Linked DNA regions of Drosophila melanogaster: region 2 is linked to region 1. Evidence: chromatin contacts called from public Hi-C data. All regions are on one chromosome and are shown on one strand. Each heading gives the region's core, a stretch centred on a gene start, on an enhancer-like site or on the middle of the called end of the contact. The rest is flanking DNA. Distances are from core to core; before and after follow the strand shown.

Region 1 (5,003 bases), core at 74-2,573:
TTGAATTGTTTGCACTTTTGCACATGGAAAAAATCCCAGTACAAATTGGCAATTCTTGTACAAGTTCATAATTGCTACCCAACCTTTTTTCGCTGTTTATTTGAATATTCACTTCTTGAGTTGTAGACCTATGATACCCCTACATTATTTCAAGTTGTCCGAATGAGCGGGCTTCACAATTTTAAATTAATCTAAATTTGTCATTAATCCATTCATTCGGTTTACGCAAATCTTGTTTCGTATTTATATATTGTCTTTGACTATTTTTAGACACAACGTTTTGCCTACAAATCTGTTATAAATGCAAATAAAATTCACTTTTCTGCTTCACATTTGAATACATTCATATGTATGTATCTCCTCTTGAGTTCTGCAAGTTTTCTCCTACATTTCTGGGCAGTGAATCCCCCGTTCATTAGCAGTCCCTTATTAGCCATTCAAACCACTGCGCGTTGTTGGCTTTCTTTCGCCCATCGCCATCCGTCTCTGGCCGGCAACATTTATCAACATTTTTACCCCGAACAAGTTATGTATTAGATCATTATCCGCATTTGGATTTCTGACGAAATTTCGCATTGTCTGCAGCGGCGCAGAAAAACTTCAGCTGCCACCGCCGGTTGGCTCCGCGTGGCAACTGGCAACTGGCGCGCAGCGGCAGCAGCAGCGGCGGAGTGAAAGAAAAACAAAAGTAAAAAGGTAAAGAGGGAAAGTTCAGCTCGACGAGCCCTCCAAATACTCGGTAGGCAGAAATGCACGGGGCTGTGTGTAGTTTACTCGGGATTCGGTCCCTAGGACAGCCTGCTGCTACTCATTGTCTGGGTGACTCATGGAACGCCTTGTCCTACCTACGGATACCCTCGAGGTGCACTGAGCGAAAAGCCTTCGTTTTGGGTATTAGGATATCACATTAAAGCCATGCTTATCTTATTCCATTTTTATTAACTTGACAGAAGTAAATTTAGGGTTTGTTTGTTCACGTTTATCCTTTCTTATTGATATAATATATGGAATTTTCTCAGTGTAGTCGTCCATGCGGATCCAGTCCCTCTTGCCTGACCCGAGTTCAGTATCTCAGTATCTGCCGTTTCAGTTTTGTATTTCCATTGAAAAATTTTGTTAGCTGGCTGCCGTCTCATGCGGGTCTCTTGGAATCTGAAGTTGAATCTTGAGTTCAAGTCACTCTTTTTGTATTTCATCATAGTCGTAAATACACAGCAAACAGCAAAAGTTGACGGAGTCGCTGAGTCTTTCGATCGGGGGAAAAATGATAATAATTATCTGCGGTTAATGCGAACGATCGTGTCAAACGTTAGACAGAATGTATTGATTACTCACTCACTCACTCACCTGATCCAATCGTACGATTTGAATGCGATAAATTGCCTGTGGCACGTGCGGCATGGAGTCGTGCATGAAAAGTGAGAAGAAAAAAAGTATCTATGTATCTATAAGTGTGCAAATTACCGTTAGGCGGCCAACGGTGCATACAAATCGAATCGCTGGGGCCATTATGATCCATCGAACACCCTATAATTTCGACGCCAGTGGCGGCCGCACTCATACATATCGTTTTCCGGCTAAAACACTTAATTTATAATTTCTCGATTCTCGTTAAAAAGCTGCAATTTTTGACTGTTTACCGCTTGCGGGTCGCATTTCCGGGAAGCAACTTGAATATTTTCCCTTCCATTTTTGGGAAAAGTGGTGAGAATATATGCACTGTTAATTGCTTGAATTGTTCAACAAGGTTTCCCATTTCTGTGTTTGATTAGGCGCAAACATATGACGCGACTGTACGTACAAATGTATGCACATACATACATATGGATACTCACAGGCGACTCGTTAGGTGATTAACACAAGGGAATTCCACGGAAATCGTTCAGGGTTGATATCAGTCGCTAAGGTCGAACAACGTTCGATAAGTTTGAAGTGATAGACGCTCGTCTGCAATCATTGTTCCAGCGAATTTCCCCATTTGCGGCCCACCCAAATCAAGTCGTATTATATGGGCGAGGGAATTCTGCCAAACTCCCCACTACAATTGCCGCAGGATTCCCGGAATTGATAATCATTGTTTCCGCCCAAGTCCTGGCCGTAGTGTACGTACATACGTACACACATACTCGTTGATTACATTTTGCGGCCTTGTTTTTGGTAATTTTCAATTCATCGCCGCCATAAACAATCTTGACTAAGTTCACATAAACATCGCAATCTTAATCGTTAGCGCGAATACTGAGTTTATGGTCAAAATAAGGCGTATTTTATGGGCGAGTGCGTGCTTGGCAGCCTTTAAATATCGAACAGATAAGGGGAACTTGGAATAATAAAATATGTCCGATTTCTAATTAAGGCAATCTCGCATTTCCCTGAATTCGCAATTGATTGTTGCGCAGAATATTATCTTCTTCTGGGTCATTAAAATATGGATTCCTAAACCGCCTGTACTATGTATGTAGCATTTGAATTCAAAGAATCTAAACATAAGTTCAAGCCAGTTGTTAAGGTATCTATCAAAAGTATCTATATACTGATTAAATGTACTCAGTGTAAAAACCCAGGAAGTTACTGGATTCATTATTACCTCACAACCATGACAGTTCATTATCGATCAATCAGAGGGCCTTATTGGCCAATCGGTGATCCAATTATTTCGCCATTGAGGGAAAAGCCACCTGCAGCAAAAAAAGAAACAGCGGTGACATACTCATACTCATCGCCGTGTTTCCGACTCCGGGTAACTACCAAGAATTCCTACCACTAACAGATGAGTCAGTACATAGTCTAACCAATGCTTTGTACGTGTACCTTGGCCATCATGCCGTATATGGTTCAAGTTGGAAGCTCGATGACGCATCCTGGTGATGCGGGTGCGATAAGGACTTGTCAGTGCGATTTCACTTGCCCGCCAGAACACCCAGTTCCCAGAGAGACGTAATGACGTGCACACGAATTATGTAGAATTTAGCTGTGAATAATATAGAATGTTCCATGAATGGAGGAGGTACTTTGTGGGCGCCGTTCAAATGGAGATAAGTAGGGCAGCTTGACCCGCAAGTCAGTCAAATGCGATTGGAATCAAGGATGGAGGCACTACGTGCACGGCGTCGTGTGCACTCGCTTTCCACATTGATTCATCACCTCTCCATGGGCAGGTTTCTAAAAATAGGATGAGCCCATAACGATTTGGTGAACAAATGTTCGAGTGTACTTGCTCTTTGGGGGAGCACTAACTGATGCGTGGGATTGGAATGCCGCTGTTTATCGTCCTCATATGCATGACGAGATCACCCAGATCAACTAGATCCCTCCGGGATGATGAGTCAGTTCGTGGGGGAGATATACACAACTCTGTGCCGCAGAAGATCAGCTGGGGGTAGCTCCATTAATCAAAATAGTTAGACAGTGGCATTTAATTGCCCATTTGACCGGCGAACGAGTAAGTCCCACTCGGAGTGCCACTGTGGTACTTCTCCGTCTGTCCAAGTGGCTAATTAACGCACTGGTGAAGCCCCCGCCAAGTGGATGGACTCATTGCTGTAGGTCAAGACACTTCGCACGCCGTTGGGGGAACTGGGCAAAACTCGTTCCAATCGGAACCCGGCTATTTCTGGATCTTGCGAAATGCGCTGGGTGCTAATATTAACCAAATCGAAACGTGCTAACTGATCTGGTCAATAATTAACTTGAAATTAACGGCGGGATCTTCTATTAGTCCATGTAATAATTCTTTACTGTCAATTCCCAGTAAATAATAAAGGTGGATAAAGCAATAGGCATTAAATGTTTGATGGCACATGTAAACTAAGTGTACGATTTCCCATTCCTTCATTCCAGAAAACAATCGGAGGTCCACGCCAACTAGGACTCTGCCCCACCTCGAGCTTCCAATGGGTCATCACCTTAGCAAGTTCTCAGCACGCGCCAATAGCCAGGAAAAGAGAAATCCTACCGCCAGCTCGAGCCCCAGGGAAGCAGCAGCACTAGTAGAGACGATCAGCCTGGACGAGGAGGAGCTGCAGGTGGAAGAGATCCTCACAGAGGCCACTGTCTCAGCCGCCACATCGCCGGCGGAAGTGCGTCAGATCATCATCAAAATCCAGCTGGCCAAAATGGAGAACGGCAATCCGGTGGCCGCTGGTCAGGTGGAAAGTTTCGCCGAGGTGGTGGAACAGGAGGAGGAGCAGCAGCGGCAATGCGCAGATGGTGCCACCGACGACGACGCCGCCGCCCTGTCTGCGGATTCGCTGAATGCAAATGGGCAGATTGTGAATGTGACGCTGGAGGGCGGCTACGGCGAGGTGGGCGTGGTGACAAATCGAACTGCTGGCAGTTCGCCGGAAGCGGCCAAAACCGAACGACAGCCCGTGAATAACAACGGTTTAGCGGGAAGCGTCGGCGCTGCGATAAGTACGTTACAACTGCACGACAACCATGGCGGCAACGCCAACTGCCCCTTGGAAGCCGACGACGATGACGACCTGGATGAGTCGCTGTTGCGTCGGCGTCGCAGCAACAGCAACAGCCGCAGCAACATCCACCACCACCACCACCACCACCAGCAGCAGCAGCAGCAGCAGCACGAGGCCGAAGTCGTCGAGTATTGCGAAGTGCTCGAGTCGCTGCCAGTCAGCAATATGTTGTCGGCGGGAACGCAACACAGCAGCAAGCCAGGTGGGCAAAAGTCGGAGTGTGAGAGCGAGCGAACTCTCTTCTCAATTTGGAAAGTGCACAGCGAAAAATCGGCACGATTTTTTTTTTTAACGAATCAAAACATATAATAAGTGAATAATATTTAAATCCAATTTGTCAGCAATTAAGATTCAGTTGTGTGATTTCAAAAATTTAACCAAGTGATGAAATCCAATCAAGTAGTGACATCATGAACTTTTTAAAGTGAGTAAAAGCTAATCAAAACAATCTAACTACTGCCTAGAATTCAGAACAGAACCATAATAATTTCGAATTACTCACCAAAAAATTTCATGAAAGTGAAACGT
Region 2 (5,433 bases), core at 1,491-3,990, 2.8 Mb before region 1:
TGTCGTGTGTCCTATAATGTCAAATCATCCACGAAAGTGGAGAAAACCAAAAGGGACTGCTCTCTGTGGGATCTCAGGGTCAACTATAACCCAGAAGAAGCTCTTGGAGTTACTCAGCAAGCCCAGGAGACGGTCTTCTACGAGCTCTCTTCAGAGGGCACACTCTTGCATGCAGAGTCTCAGGAGAATCACCGCCTCAATCTAGCTGCCAAACCGGATGTGGGAAGCTTCGTGAAGAGTTCGTTGATTCTGCAACACGTCTCGCAAGGATCGGAGGAAGTCAAGCAACTGCAACTAGGCAGCTTAGATAAGGCCATCCAGAGCCTGCTCGAATGGTATCGCGTTTTTGAGCTAGAGTCCGATGTAGATGGCATGATCAGTGCGATCAAAGAGCAAACGGTATGTAAATAATTTCAAATTTGGGGATTGCTGAACTAAAAATATATTCTTCCAGCTGGAGGACCAATTAAAGGCCTCTCTGACGGAATTGCAATCCGCCGACGTGGGCAAATCCTCGCTGGCTCTTGCGTACGTAAAACTAATTCCCCTGGCTCGCATCACAAGGCAAGAACAATTTGAAGATCTACTTACGGAACACGCAGAAGTTCTGCCCCAGTTGGTGGATCTTTTGGGTGCTGTTCAAACGTTCGATGCTCATAATGCCACCTTTGGATTCCTTTACAAGGAGTCGGAAACCACAAGCGAGCAATTGGATCTGCTAGAGAAATACCTGCAGTCCCTGGCGGTCGCCACCCATCCAGACAGGAAAATAGTTGAGCACTTGTTTGGATTGCTAGAACAGGAATCTATCAAAAAGCATTTAAAGCTGAGGGAAAGCGTTATCCAAACCGTGGCCACCTTGACCCGCCAAAGCGGACTAGATGTTGAAGATCCTTTGTTGAAGGAAGTGCGTTCTTATCTACTGCAAGGTCTCACCTCCAAGGAGCCTACCTTGTACATAAGGGCTCTGCAAAATCTCCAGGATCCTGCTACCATTGAAGCTCTGCTGGAGCACGCTCAAACTGGCGAGGCTCCCAATTTATCGGTGGCTGCCTTACAGGCTCTGAAAGCCTTTCCCCTAGGTAGCTTTAACTCTTCACATCGCTTGCAGTTCGAGAGCATATTCTACCAGCGAAAGCGTCGCTTTGATAGCTCCGCTCGCACTCTGGCTCTTGATATTATCCTGTCCCTCCGGCCAACTCAGGAGCAATTGGGCAACTTCTTGGATTACCTAGCCTCCAATGATCGCCAGTTTGAGATCAAAACATACGTGCTGCAGAAGCTAAGAATGCTGGCTGAGAAGTGCCCGCGATTTAGGGCTTTGTTCAAATCGGAGCTTGTCAAGCGGAGGCATGTAAACAACTACAATGTGCTGGGACAAAAGGGTGAGTACCTAATTTCCTAATGACACTGTTCAAACAATTATGAACTTTAATACTTACAGGTCTTACGACAGTCCTCACCCGTCAGCTTTCCCAGGCTCCAGCCTTCAACGAAACCCTGCTAAGTACCCAGGAAGTGTATCAGGGAATCCTGAAACGTGGCTCCGTGGAATTTCTGCTCCACGCAGGCCGTTCCCAAGCCAGCAGCTTTAAATTGGGCATCTACACTGCCGGCTTGGGCTCGCTGGTAGGCGATGGTGACTCCGGCGATGGAAATGATGCAATCCCGGCGGATGATGAGTTCAGCGAAGACGAAGCGGTCACCGCGGGCATGGAGATCAGTGTGCAGGGTGCTCAATTGCGACCCCTAGTATTCTTCAGCGGTCAGACCGAGCTAATGGGTCACGTGTGGGGAGGAAGTGCCTCGGACTCAACGCCCGCTTACCAGGCAACCACTTTGTCCCAGGATAACGAGCACTACATAATCCTGACCTCCGGGGCGACGCTCCACTGGCGAGTTCTGGGCGCCAGGAGTGTGGATCTCAATGGCAAGGTGGGATTCAGCCTGTGGAATCGAAATGCCCAGACGGAAATCCAGCAGAAGTAAGTGAAAAAGCCAAAGCATTTGATTGGAATGTTATTTAACTCACGATTAACTTTTGGCTTATAGCACTGGCAGCGCTGTTCTTGGTCATTTGGCCGTTGGCTTTACGTATGCGAAATTAGTGCAGGATTTCAGCATCACCCACGAACCAAAGTTGAGTCTGAATGCGGACTTGGACTTCTACAGCGGCATTAAATTGTGCATGCAACTCCAGCGACCTGAACAGCTTCTCAAGTAAGTTTGCTAGAACTATTTTAATGACTCACATGCTAATTGAAAGCCTCCTTCACAGACAAACCAACGTTCGTTCGGTTTTCCTGCAGTCTGTTGATCGTCCTTATGCCAAACATGTGCGCTCTACACTCTCCCACAAAACTGCCGGCTGCACTTTTGCCCTCAACCAAAAAAACAACGAAATGTGCAACCTCATTTTTAGGGACTTGTAGATTCTACTCAAGAGATTATTGGAGATTCCTTGCATAAAAACTATATTTCTATGTGAAAACTCAGAGATTAAGACTCGATATAGTTGTAAACTTAAACGAACAAAGACCATTTAATTTTCAAATGCAACAAGTTTTTAATATCTTTTGAGCAACTCGAAAATTACTGGAAAAGTGGAAATGTGCATTTTTTCTCGATTCACAATAGTCACACCTTAGATTTAAAAATCCCGCCCAAGTGCTGCGAAACGCGAAAGGGGACTTATCGAGCTATCGATTGCAAGAGCTACGCATTCCCATCCCTAAATTCCGCAGTACATTCAAACACTACTACGTTGTGCTTCTTCTTCAAACGCGGCATAAAAGAGGTGCACTCCACAAGCACGAAAAGAAAATAACTACTGCAAAAATATCGTCGAACGCACGAGTCATATTAAATAAAGGTTAATAGAAGCAGGCATCGGAAAAGCTTGATTCCGGAGAAGTGAAACAAATTAGGCCACCGAATGGTGCTCTTCTTCTTTTTGTCGGAATTAGAAGGCTCGTCGCACACACACAGTCGCAAACAAATGCGAAATCAAAAGCGTCATCCGATTGTCTAAAGTAAATACTTCTATTTGCAAGCTGAAAGGCGCGACAAATTAAATAGTTCAAACTTAATAAATCGATATTTGTGTCACCAATTTGCGCGTTTAAATCAAGTGCTAAGCAATGTACTAAAATTAACAATTCCCTTGCCTTTTAAACTCATACAAACACAATTGGAGCGAGAAAGAGATGGGAAAGAAGAAGAATTGTTGTTGTTGACGTGTTCTGTTTGTGCTCATGTGTGCGTGTTCGGGAATTTCTGTTGCGTGAAGTTGCAATACCAAAAAAACCACGTGTGAAATGTTCTGCAATTTTTGTAATTTATTCTGCTGAATTGTTATCACTTTTTAAGAAAACAATCTGTAAGAGGCGTTTGCCTTGGCATCTTATTGGCACAACATTTTAACGCAAATTACTACTCCGTACGAAAGCATTAAGAATCATAAATAAATAAAAAACGAGATCTGAAATCTGAAATATGTATATTGAAGAAAGATCTAGAATATCCAAAACCAGGGGCACAGATGGTGACTATTTTTGTGAACTGCATTGTGATAGGGGTACCTTTTTACCACACACACTTGCGCACTTGCTGCTCTCTCCCTATTCTCCCACTTTTTATAACGGTATCACGCACCCTGCTTATCGGCATTGTGAAAATTTTGTTTGGCTTTAAAGAAATTTCCATTCATAATAATTTTGTGTATTTCAAAAGTTGGTTTATTTGCAAAAATATGTATAAATTCATTTGCTAACATTAGTTTTTTACTTGTATGGTTTGGGTGATGCTCTCTCAAACTTCTTTAAGTCTCACTCGTCCGACATCCAACCGCACAGTGGGAAAGTTCTTAATCCTTTCTGCCATTATTTCAGTGCTTAAAACAGGATTTTTTGTGTGAAAAATCCGAATTCACTGATATAAATACACTAAATTGTTGTTATGTTATGTTTTAGTAAAGTTGGAATTAGCTTGATAAAATCATGATTTTATTATTCTTTAGTTTTTTAATAATGAGATTTTGTAAATTGTTCCTAAACAATAAACAATAATAACTAAAAAAAAAAAACAGTATTTCATGCATACCACTGCACATTAATCCCACTGTTCGTCAAACGTTGGAGAGCGAGCAACGACGAGAGGTTCGCAACCGAAGCAGCAAACGAAAGTCTATTTAAGCAACCCGCAAAAGGCGCTCTTTCGTATTGCCCGATAATTTTTCGACCGCGCTGCTTGTGTTTTCGGTTCCCGCTGAAACAAACATAAAAAAAAGAATATAAAAAATATATATAAAAAAAAATGGATGTAGGGCGAAAATAGTTAAACCACTTTAAATATACGAAATACGCGAATTTCGGAAACTAGAAAATCCATCTTTTAAGGTAGTTTATTTATCCATCTCGCTTTTTCACTCTCCTCTGTGTGCGTGCGTGAGTGTGTGTGTAAAGGCCAAATAGTGCCCTTCGCCTCCCCGGCCACGCCCCCTTGGGCAGAGTAATAAAATGGGAAAGAGAATATATATCTTGCTCCTTTAGAATTTACCTGTGAAAGTGAAAACGTGACAACACGATAAAACGGACGAAGCAAGCAAAACAAAAAACGAGTGCATAAAAACAACGAAGGAGGATAAGAAAAAGAACAAGTGCAGCAAATCAGAAAAAAGAGAACGGAACAAGAACACAGAAAAAAAGTAAAAATAACCAACGAAGAAGGGCAAGGAAAACAAGAACAAAAACATCAGATATTGACAGGTAATAGCAGTCACTCTCCCATCCCTTTTTTTATCGCTCTCTACCCAAGAGAATTTCGAATTTAGTTGCACTATCACCATTTCTATGATTCATTTGTTATTTTGATAATAAATTGCAATTCACGTGGACTAAAGGGTTCAATCATGATATGATTGTTCTTTGTGATTCATTGTGATCATACATTTTATTCAAATTTGTTTTTGCTGAGATCCAACAAAATTGTATAAGTCTTAAAATGCCGTTTTTTAACTTTCATGTGCTCTTTATACCTACATAACTGATTAGATAGACGTTATTTTTCGTTCAACCTTGCACAATTTATGACGGCAGCAAACCACGTTATTCCATGTTGATAGCGAGAAAGAAGTTCAACTTTTTAATGCTGTTTAGTTAGGCATTAAAAATGTTGTAAAAAGCGAGTTCCGTTTTGTTCTTAAATTTACGGTGGATTATGTTGGTCGTTGGCTTTTTTTTTGTCCCATATTTTATGTTTATAGCCTAAATATAAGTTTATTATAAGTTTAATATAAATTTATGGTATATGTAGTGATTTTATACTTTAGTTTGGAATTTATGTGGACTTATGCACAAGTTCAACAGCTACAAATGTGTAACTTCAAAAAACCCCTTCCGTATTTCCCCCAAATAAACATTTTATGTCTTATAT

The links. Hi-C and Micro-C count contacts between places; a contact is called where the count stands out from the background.
Region 2: a Hi-C map of the Kc167 cell line shows a contact between it and region 1, with 3 times the contacts expected there. The contact joins the promoter of CG43739 here to the promoter of lncRNA:CR44478 in region 1.

What each region holds. Positions count from the first base shown.
Region 1 is chr2L:18,141,418-18,146,420 of dm6, reverse strand. lncRNA:CR44478 (long non-coding RNA:CR44478) reads right to left here and starts at 1,323. Exons shown (of 1, transcript NR_124351.1): 1 at 922-1,323. Socs36E (Suppressor of cytokine signaling at 36E) reads left to right here. Exons shown (of 4, transcript NM_165243.3): 2 at 3,841-4,677. The coding sequence starts at 3,894.
Region 2 is chr2L:20,916,238-20,921,670 of dm6, reverse strand. It overlaps CG43739, which reads left to right and starts at 2,740. Exons shown (of 11, transcript NM_001273719.1): 1 at 2,740-2,872; 2 at 4,551-4,766. sky (skywalker) reads left to right here and starts at 2,740. Exons shown (of 11, transcript NM_206017.3): 1 at 2,740-3,032; 2 at 4,551-4,766. Mtp (Microsomal triacylglycerol transfer protein) reads left to right here. Exons shown (of 6, transcript NM_136231.4): 2 at 1-399; 3 at 455-1,385; 4 at 1,445-1,985; 5 at 2,053-2,220; 6 at 2,279-2,577. The coding sequence ends at 2,432.